Linked DNA regions of Mus musculus: region 2 is linked to region 1. Evidence: chromatin contacts called from public ChIA-PET data. All regions are on one chromosome and are shown on one strand. The core of a region is the stretch at or near the end of the contact, and the rest is flanking DNA. Distances in the headings are between cores, read along the strand shown.

Region 1 (4,506 bases), core at 981-3,480:
CCATGTTGTTTTATTTCTATGACTGAGTATTATATCTTGAGATCTGGAATTGTAATTCACCCAAAACTGTTCTTTTTGCTCAGGATTGTTTTGTTATTCCGGGTCTTTAGTAGTTCCATATGAATCACAACAATGACCAGCATAGCACAGCTACCCTAAAGATGAAGTATTAGCGCACATGCCGTGGCCATAACCAAAAGCTTTCTTCATTGTTCTTAAGACCCTTCAGACCTGCTCAACAGGAGGGAAATCATGCCTGGTATTGGAAAGCTAGCTAATTATTCCAATCTGGTGAGGTCATCTTGGAAGAGAAACTTCAATCACCCATTTACTAATTCCTAACTACATCCTAAATATTTGTCCTTATTACCAGAAATAAGTGTAGTCCTCACCCCCATCAAGGAAACTTCTGATTGCAACAAATGGAGACCATCACAGAAAATCACAACCAATCAATATGCAAAGTTGTGGAGCCAGTGCCAACTGATCCATCGGCAACAAAAGTCCTGCACCTAAGGCTCAGGGATAATTGCAGAAGAGGAGACAGAAGGACTGTAAGAGATGGGGGGACAGAGTTTGCTGTGAGATTGTGTCCCTTAGAAATGTTAGAAGCTCTGCCCTTGAAGTCTCACCAACATGACTGCCTAAACATGACCTGAACAAGGACAGCCCCTAAGTGGACATGCTGATATGGACTGGGGAAGCTCAAGAGGCCTCCACTGTAGACAATACCTAGGCAACTAAGGAATCCTGAGCTTGGGAGAAATGCTCTTCCCTATGAACGAGCACAATCACTTATCCAATGCCAAGTGGTCAGCCCTGAAAATATACACACAAGGTACATGATTCAGACTAAGCAAGTTTTATGTATGCACTCAGGGATTGTCTTAGTCAGGGTTTCTATTCCTGGACAAAACATCATGACCAAGAAGCAAGTTGGGGAGGAAAGGGTTTATTCAGCTTACACTTCCATACTGTTGTTCATCACCAAGGAAGTCAGGACTGGAACTCAAGCAGGTCAGAAAGCAGGAGCTGATGCAGAAGCCATGGAGGGATGTTCTTTACTGGATTGCTTCTCCTGGCTTGTTCAGCCTGCTCTCTTATAGAACCAAGACTGCCAGTCCAGAGATGGCACCACCCACAAGGGGCCCTTCCCCCTTGATCACTAATTGAGAAAATGCCTTACAGTTGTATCTCATGGAGGCATTTCCCCAACTGAAGGTCCTTTCTCTGTGATAACTCCAGCTGTGTCAAGTTGACACAAAACTAGCCAGTACAGGAATATATGTTCAACAACTAATTCTAAAAGAGGCTATAAATTTGAAAGAGATCAGGGAGAGGTATGTGGGAAAGTTTGGAGGGAAGGAAGAAAAGGGGGAATAATATAATAATTATCTCAGAGAAATATTTATATGTAAAGCTGAAAATGCAACCTTCCTCATTTCAAAAGTAAGACGTGCAAAACTCAAGAAGAGTTTACATTTTCTGCTCTACTGATAGGATGTAGAGTACAGATTTACTGCCTGTCATCTCTGTCTGTTGTGCTTACTGCTTCTCGTGCATTTGGCAACAGGAAGCTACTGTGGATTTATAGGCCAACAAGTGGTTTGGAAGCTTCAGCAGTGAGCAGGGTTGTGGTGGCTCATACCTGTGATACCAGCACACAAGAGGCTGAGACAGGAAGCTTTGAATTTGAGGCGATCCTAGGCTATAAAGTGAGACCTTATCTTAGGAAAGAAGAGAAGAGAAGAGAAGAGAAGAGAAGAGAAGAGAAGAGGAGAGGAGAGGAGAGGAGAGGAGAGGAGAGGAGAGGAGAGGAGAGGAGAGGAGAGGAGAGGAGAGGAGAGGAGAGAAGAGGAGAGAAGAGGAGAGAAGAGGAGAGAAGAGGAAACGAGAAAGAAAAGGAAAGCAATGTGTTGTTTCCCCCCCCCTCAATGGTTATGACAAACACCCAATAAAAATAAAAGGAAAAAAATAATTACTTTAGGTCATGGTTTCAGTACATAGTCATCTGTCTTTGTTCCTGGGACACATAGTAGCCGGTTGTCAAAGCAGAAAAACATGGCAGCAGGAAGCAAAGAGGTTAACACAAAAGGGTAGGAGGAAATGTATCTGCAGATTCACACCTCCAGTGACCTAGTTCTTTCAGTAGATCCTACAACCTAGAGTTTCCTTCCCCCAGCTCCCAGAATAGCCTCTAGCTGAGGAAGGAAGTGCTCAACACAGGAACCTACAGGCGGCAGCTCACACTCAAGCTATTGACAGCTTCAGAGAGACAGAACCACAGAAGAGTCTCAGCGTGTCCAATCAAGAAGACACTCATTCATCTCTAAGAGAGGGCCATCCACTAGCTAGAAAATATTCTCCACTGTCTGCAACAGTATTATTCTGGCTTTCTGCATCACAAAACACAAGAAAACAACACACAAGCTCTGCTTTTATGGTTGAGGTGTCCGGAATGTTTCTACCTAAATTCCATTAGTGTTCTTTGAACCTTGCCATCTGACTTGGAAGGCAGCTGGTCTCTACTTCTTGATTACTTCATGTTCAGAAACCATACTCTAGATATTTAAAATGTGGACTTACGCAATGATAAATAAAAATTGTTCTTCAGAGCAATCACTCTGTGACAGATTAGAGGGAATCAGATATCCCTAAAGTGGACAGGAATTAGGTAGTTACATAGGGGTTAAAAATGTTTTTGTTTGTTTGGTTTTGGGTTTTGTTTTGTTTTTTGTTTTTTGTTTTTTTTTTTTTTTGAGACAGGGTTTCTGTGTATAGCCCTGGAACTCACTCTGTAGAACAGGCTGGCCTTAAACTCAGAAATCTGCCTCTGCCTCCCAAGTGCTGGGATTAAAGGCATGTGCCAGAATATTAATTCATGATAGGATCCTATAATCACTCTTTGACATTTTTTATCTCTTGCTCCCTCGGTCTCTTTCTTTAAAAGAAAAATTTATCAATAATATGTGTCTAGAATTTATCCATTTCTTTTAGATTTTCCAGTGTTTTTAAAAGTGCAAACATTTGCCGGGCATGGTGGCACACGCCTTTAATCCCAGCACTCGGGAGGCAGAGGCAGGCGGATTTCTGAGTTCGAGGCCAGCCTGGTCTACAGCCAGGGCTACACAAGAAACCCTGTCTTGAAACCCAAAAAAAAAAAAAAAAAAAAAAAAGTGCAAACATTTAGAGTGTTCCCTAACCTAGATCCTCTGCATTTTCTTGGTAACTGTTGTTCCCTGTCGCTTTTAATTCTAAATTTATTAATGTGGGTCTTCTCTTTACTTTAATTATGTTTTCAGAGAACCAACTATTTCAATGTTTGGTTGAATCTGTGTGTTGTTCCTTTAGTTTCCTCTTTATTAGTGTCTGCTGATCTCTATTATTACTTACTGTCTATTACTTCCAGACTCAGTTTGTTTTTATTTTTCTAAGACTGGAGTTGTACAGCTCAGGCACTTATAAGTCTCTCTGACTTCTATATCTACAGGTTCAGATCCATATGCATTCCTCTTAGAACCATCTCAGTTGTATCCAGAGGTCTCCAATGTGCTTAATGAATGGTTTCCTTACATAGCCATCTTCCCAGTGCAGAGAATGGCTTATTCTATAACACTGATACATTTCAGGAAAATAAAAAACACTGAAAGATGCCTTTACCCATATTTGGAAAGCAGGTTTATGAATGAGTTATGGTTTCTTTAGGGTGTTTGTTTGTTTGTGTGTTTTTTTGGTTTTTTAAAAAAGATTTATTTATTTATTTATTTTTATGTATATACGTACACTGTAGCTGTACAGATGGTTGTGAGCCTTCATGTGGTTGTTGGGAATTGTATTTAGGACCTCTGCTCACTCCAGTCGACCCTGCTTGCTCTGTTCAATCCTGCTCGCTCAGTCCCTGCTCGCTCAGGACCAAAGACTTATTTTATTATTATAAATGAGTACACTATTGCTGTCTTCAAACACACCAGAAGAGGGTGTCAGATCTCATTATAAGTGGTTGTGAGCCACCATGTGGTTGCTGGGATTTGAACTGAGGATCTTAGGAAGAGCAGTCAGTGCTCTTACCCACTGAGCCATCTGGCCAGCCCGTTTTCTTTGTTTTTTGTTTGTTTGATTTATTTCCGTGTATATACATGTACATATGGAAGATACACTTGTATGGGTGCACATGCTTATGGTTGTGTGTGCAGGTGGGGGCCTGAGGTTGGGAATTATCTTTGATCACTCTTCCACCTTACTCACTGAAGCAGAATCTCTCATTCAAAGCCAGAGATCTTTGATCAGGTTAGTCTTGCTAGCCAGTAGCCGGAGAGAGTCCCTGTCTCCGCCTCCAAAGACTAGACTGACAGGAATGCTGCTGCAGCTCAGCCAGCATGGAGGTGGGTTTGGGGCTAATCCTTCTGCTTGTGCAGGTGTTTTACAAAACACTGAACCATCTCCCCAGGCTTAATATTAGCGATTAATGCTTTGTTTATTATTTGGTAGAAGATGATTTTGAGGGAG
Region 2 (4,282 bases), core at 1,342-3,841, 85 kb after region 1:
CAAGGTCACACAGCTTGTAGGTGGTGAGTTTGGGTGTTAGGTCAAATGCCATCTATTTTAAAGCTTGTGTCTATGCATTCTCCTTTTCCTAGATTGCATTTGCTCTGTCTTTTATTTCAGCCTCAAGACAATGCCCATGCTTATGGGCTGACCTGGTTCTAATTACTAGCCTAAGAAACACAATACAAATGTCCAGAACCTTTAGCCTATAATCCCCCAATTATAATCTCAAAAGGTGAAGATGAGAAATTTGGAAACACTGAAGGCTGTCTTAGCTAGGGTTTCTATTGCTGTGAATAGTCACCTTTAATTGGGGCTGTCTTACAGTTCAGGAGTTTATTAAATTATTGTCATGTTGTGAAGCATGGTGGTATGCCAGCAGATATGGTATTGGAGAGGTGGCTGAGAGTTCTACATCTAGATTGGCAAGGCAGCAGGAAGAGAGAGTGACACTGGGCCTGGCTTAAGCATCTGCAACCTCAAAGCCACCCCCAGTGACACACTTCCTCCGACAAGGCTACAGTAACTTCTAATAGTAACACTCCCTGTGAGGCCATGGGGCCATTTTCATATAAACTACCACAAAGGTCAAAATTTGAAAACTGCAGTTCCCAAGGAAAGAGGCTCCCGTATCAGGGAGAGAAATTTTAATTCCGGGAAGAAGGCTGACAGACTTTAGTAAAAACAAAAATTTTAGTTTAAAAATACGTTGTTTGGGAGCCTGGAAAGATGACTCAGCATTTAAGAGCGCTCACTACTCTTGTAGCGGACCTAATTTTGGATCCCAGCACCGATGGTTGGGTGGCTTTCAGCTGCTTGTAACTCCATATTGAAGGAAATTCACACCCTTCTGGCCTCCTTGGCTGGAAGCACATATGTGGAAGCACATGCATGCACATGCACACACACAGTTAATAAAATCTTTTGAAATATGTCATCTAACTCTAACTGGCATTAGAGATGTTTGTGAACCACATGCAGATGCTAGGAAACAAACCTAGGCCCTCAGCAAAAGCAATAAGCATGCTTAGCTGATGAGCAGTCCCTGAAAGTTTTAGTAGTTTTTGGTGAACCAAAGTAATATTTTCCCGAGGAGCCAGTGAGGTTTCTGGTTTGAAAACAATTATGTACAAGTAGAACCAGGAGAGAGTTACTCTGTTCAGTCGACAGAACGATTTCTGCCCGGCCTGTGACCTAAATATGAATATTCTAAATGCTTCCTCCCCACCCAGTCACCACAGCAGCAGAGCACAGAGGTGAATATAATTTCCAAATATGTATGTTACCTATTTTACTATAAAACGTTGCCTATATGTTCTCTTGTTTCTCAAATAACTATACTTTAAAAAATATACTTGTATTTAAAGTCTTTATTTTTTCCCAGAATAATATTTCCAGAACTTTAACCTTTCAGAATTTTAGACTTTATGGATTTTGATTTGACTGTATATCAAATTTGGTATTATGGCATCTTTTGGGGTTGTTGACCAAGGCCCATAATTACTGTGTTATTTTGGTGGATAGTTGCTTAGCACACAGCAGATTCTCAAAGTATTGTTAGTTTTTATTTTATTATTTTGAGACAGGGTCTTGCTACTTAGTCTAGACTGTCCCTAATATTCAAAGGATTACAGCCTAGAGCCTCAAAAATATTTTTTGTTGAATGAAACTGAATATAAGTAAGTGAATTAATTTGTAGGACCTTTTAATATGAATCTTTAAATAGAACTTTTAATAGAAGTGGGTGCTGGATTATGTAGTATTGCTGTTGTTAAGGTAAAGTCGCGAGTAAACAGCTAATTTGTAAAACACGTGTAATGATTGGGCAATGGGGATATGTATAATACTTACGTGTACTCAGGGCTGGAAGTTCGTTGTGGTTGTTATTCCATCCCTTGTTCTAAACTGTTGCGTGGCACTGGAACCCATGTCTAGATTCTAAGCGTTCGTGGAGGTATCGCTTCAGCTTAGAGTCTCCTGCACACTAACACTTTCCGAACTTTCTTGAATCTAGCTAGGTATTAGTGTCAGCCCAATCCTATTAGTGTAGTTGTTTGGTTTTTAGCTTTTAGGAAGAACTTCAAATGTAGAGCGACGGTACTTGTGCAGCTTGTCCATTCCATTCAGCTCTCTAAGCCCCAAGACTCCAAAAAGGCCCAAGATGCGAAGCTCTGGCCTGTGGCAGCACCCCCACTGGACCAGGCAACGAAATACCTAACTGTTTATGTAAACTAGGACCTCTTATTCTGTGTGTAATACAGAATAAAACACGCATACACGATTGCCTCCGATACTGTAAAGTGTCCACATCCAAATCCTGGAGTGGTCGAAGCAGGTTGTCGGGTTTTAAGACGCCAAATTCGAGTCGGTCTTCAGAACCCTGCTTTAGCCACTACGTGCACCGCGCAGCCGCCAATTGCCAAGAGGCGGAGAAACGCTTGGCAGCGGGGACCCGCGCCTCGGTGGGACGACCCGCACCTCTGTAAATAAAGCTCTGCAGCCCAGGCGGCGCCTCTGCCCGTGGGATTGGCTGCCTGAGTCGTGACGCGATCTGGGCGGGCCCGACCGGTTTGCGACAGTGGCCGCAGGTCCCGGACCGGAGAGCCCGGGGGGACTCGCCGCACGGCGCCGGCGTCCGGCCGGCGTGTGGGGGCCACGGCTCGGGGTCGCGGCCGCTGCCTGGATCCGCCGCGCGCGCGGCGCGGGACGCCGAGGTCTGGCTTGCGGGCGCAGCCGGGGCTGCGGGGAGCACGGGGGACGGGACGCGAGCGGGCGGATGCGGAGCTCTCAGCCGAGCTAGGGTGGTGTGCGGGGCCGCCCGGCCCGCAACTTCACTCCCGCCGCCCCGCCGCGCGGGGGACTCGCGCCAGGCAAACTTTCTCCCGGTGGAGCCCCGGCCGAGATTGGGGGCGGCGGGCGCGGGCGGGGCGGCGGCCAAGCGCTGTTTGTTTCCTTTCACTTCCCGCGGCGGCCGCTGGAGATGAGGACGGCGGGGCTGGGGCGGAGCGGCCAGGGGCCCCCGGGAGTGACAGTCGCCCCGTCGGGATTTCCCGCCCTCCCCACCCCCCCAGGGCCCGGGCCATGCGTGCGCCGTGAGGGGCGGGCGTCCGGACTTCGCGAGCTGATGCGGACTCGCTTTTGAGCGTCCGGGGACGAGCGAAGCAGCCCTAAAATGGAGGACTTTGCTACCAGGACCTACGGGACCAGCGGCCTGGATAACAGACCTCTGTTCGGGGAGACGTCTGCCAAGGTGAGTGCGGGAGTGGGCCCCGGGCCAGAGTGCGAGAATCCCGCCTCCCTCCACCCCGCTGGCTCCTTGCAGCCTGCCTGGAGGGTACTTGGAAGTGGGAAGAACTGTTCTTGCCGTCCCGCCCCTCTCTTGGGATGTTTGCCCTGCACTCTGCACCAAGAGCAGTTTGGAGTGGAGAAAAGTTCAGAAAGTTCTGGGCAGTTTGTGGGAAGCCCTTACGGAGAGTGCGGAAACCCCACCGTGGAGGGAAAGTCCTGCGAAGGTTGCATAAGCGCACTTTCCAGCTCCACACTTCAGGTGTGCGTCCAGGGCTTTAGTGGTTTCAGGAGTGCATCGAGAGCCCAGGGTTGCTTCTGATGATTGCTTACCTAGAGTTCTTAAGAGGATGAGGATGTGAAGCAGCTCCATGAAGGTGGATGTTGGCCACAATCCCAGGAGGTGATCAAACAAAGGGTCCCAGCTCTCAAATAGGCAGAGGCACTAACCGTTTTCTAGAAGCTTGACTAGATAGAGCCTCTGGCCTGCAGTCAACAAAAGTCTTTCTCTGTACTTAGCGTTAACTTTCTGAAACTTGCTCCCCACCCCCAGCCCCCTTGCCTTGGGGACAATCAAGAAACTCTGTATTCAGCATAAAACTTTCTCAGAAGTCAGGGCAAGATTAACCTGTAGCTCTCTTACCCTCCCCCCCCCCCCACTTGTAAATGACGTTGGTGACTGTAGACCCCCTGACCCCTGATAGGAGCAGTCAGCCTTTGAAAGTTGCTGTGGTTACTGTAGAGCTGGGTTTCTTACCTTGTGGGAAGAGCCTGTACCACACACAGGGAACTTCTCCACCTGGCAGTCATGGGGAATCCTAAACTTGGAAGCTGCCAGTCTACCATGAAGATTACTTATTATTAAATTCCATATAGAATTTGATTTGTCTTGGGGTGCTTTACTAAGACATTTCAAGATGGATGTCTGGCTTCTTGTAACTTCGCCTAATCTCAGCTCGCCATGCTTGGGAGCTCAAGTTCACTAATGCTCCTTCCG

The links. ChIA-PET counts read pairs in DNA pulled down with a chosen protein or histone mark.
Region 2: a contact with region 1 is called in an RNA polymerase II ChIA-PET map of effector CD8 T cells, with 163 read pairs. The contact joins the promoter of Tmem243 here to the enhancer-like site in region 1. A contact is called at or near these places in 1 of 15 datasets of contacts at CTCF or cohesin (CD8 T cells), 11 of 484 Hi-C or Micro-C datasets (the G1E-ER4 cell line, adipose-derived mesenchymal stem cells, bone marrow-derived macrophages and 8 more), 6 of 115 datasets of contacts at active chromatin or transcription factors (bone marrow-derived macrophages, effector CD8 T cells, embryonic stem cells and 3 more) and 2 of 9 other capture datasets (adipose tissue and liver).

Annotation. Positions count from the first base shown.
Region 1 is chr5:9,013,386-9,017,891 of GRCm38.p6, forward strand. No RefSeq gene overlaps it. Among named protein-coding and RNA genes, the nearest start is that of Crot, 18 kb to the left of the region's middle. Within about 2 kb of position 2,231, at least 45 of the 459 cell types and tissues checked have an H3K27ac peak or open chromatin away from gene starts, as enhancers often do. A contact at or near this core is called in CD8 T cells, bone marrow-derived macrophages, effector CD8 T cells and 4 more, where this site is marked.
Region 2 is chr5:9,098,146-9,102,427 of GRCm38.p6, forward strand. It overlaps Tmem243 (transmembrane protein 243, mitochondrial), which reads left to right and starts at 2,592. Exons shown (of 5, transcript NM_001081029.1): 1 at 2,592-2,714; 2 at 3,072-3,250. The coding sequence starts at 3,173.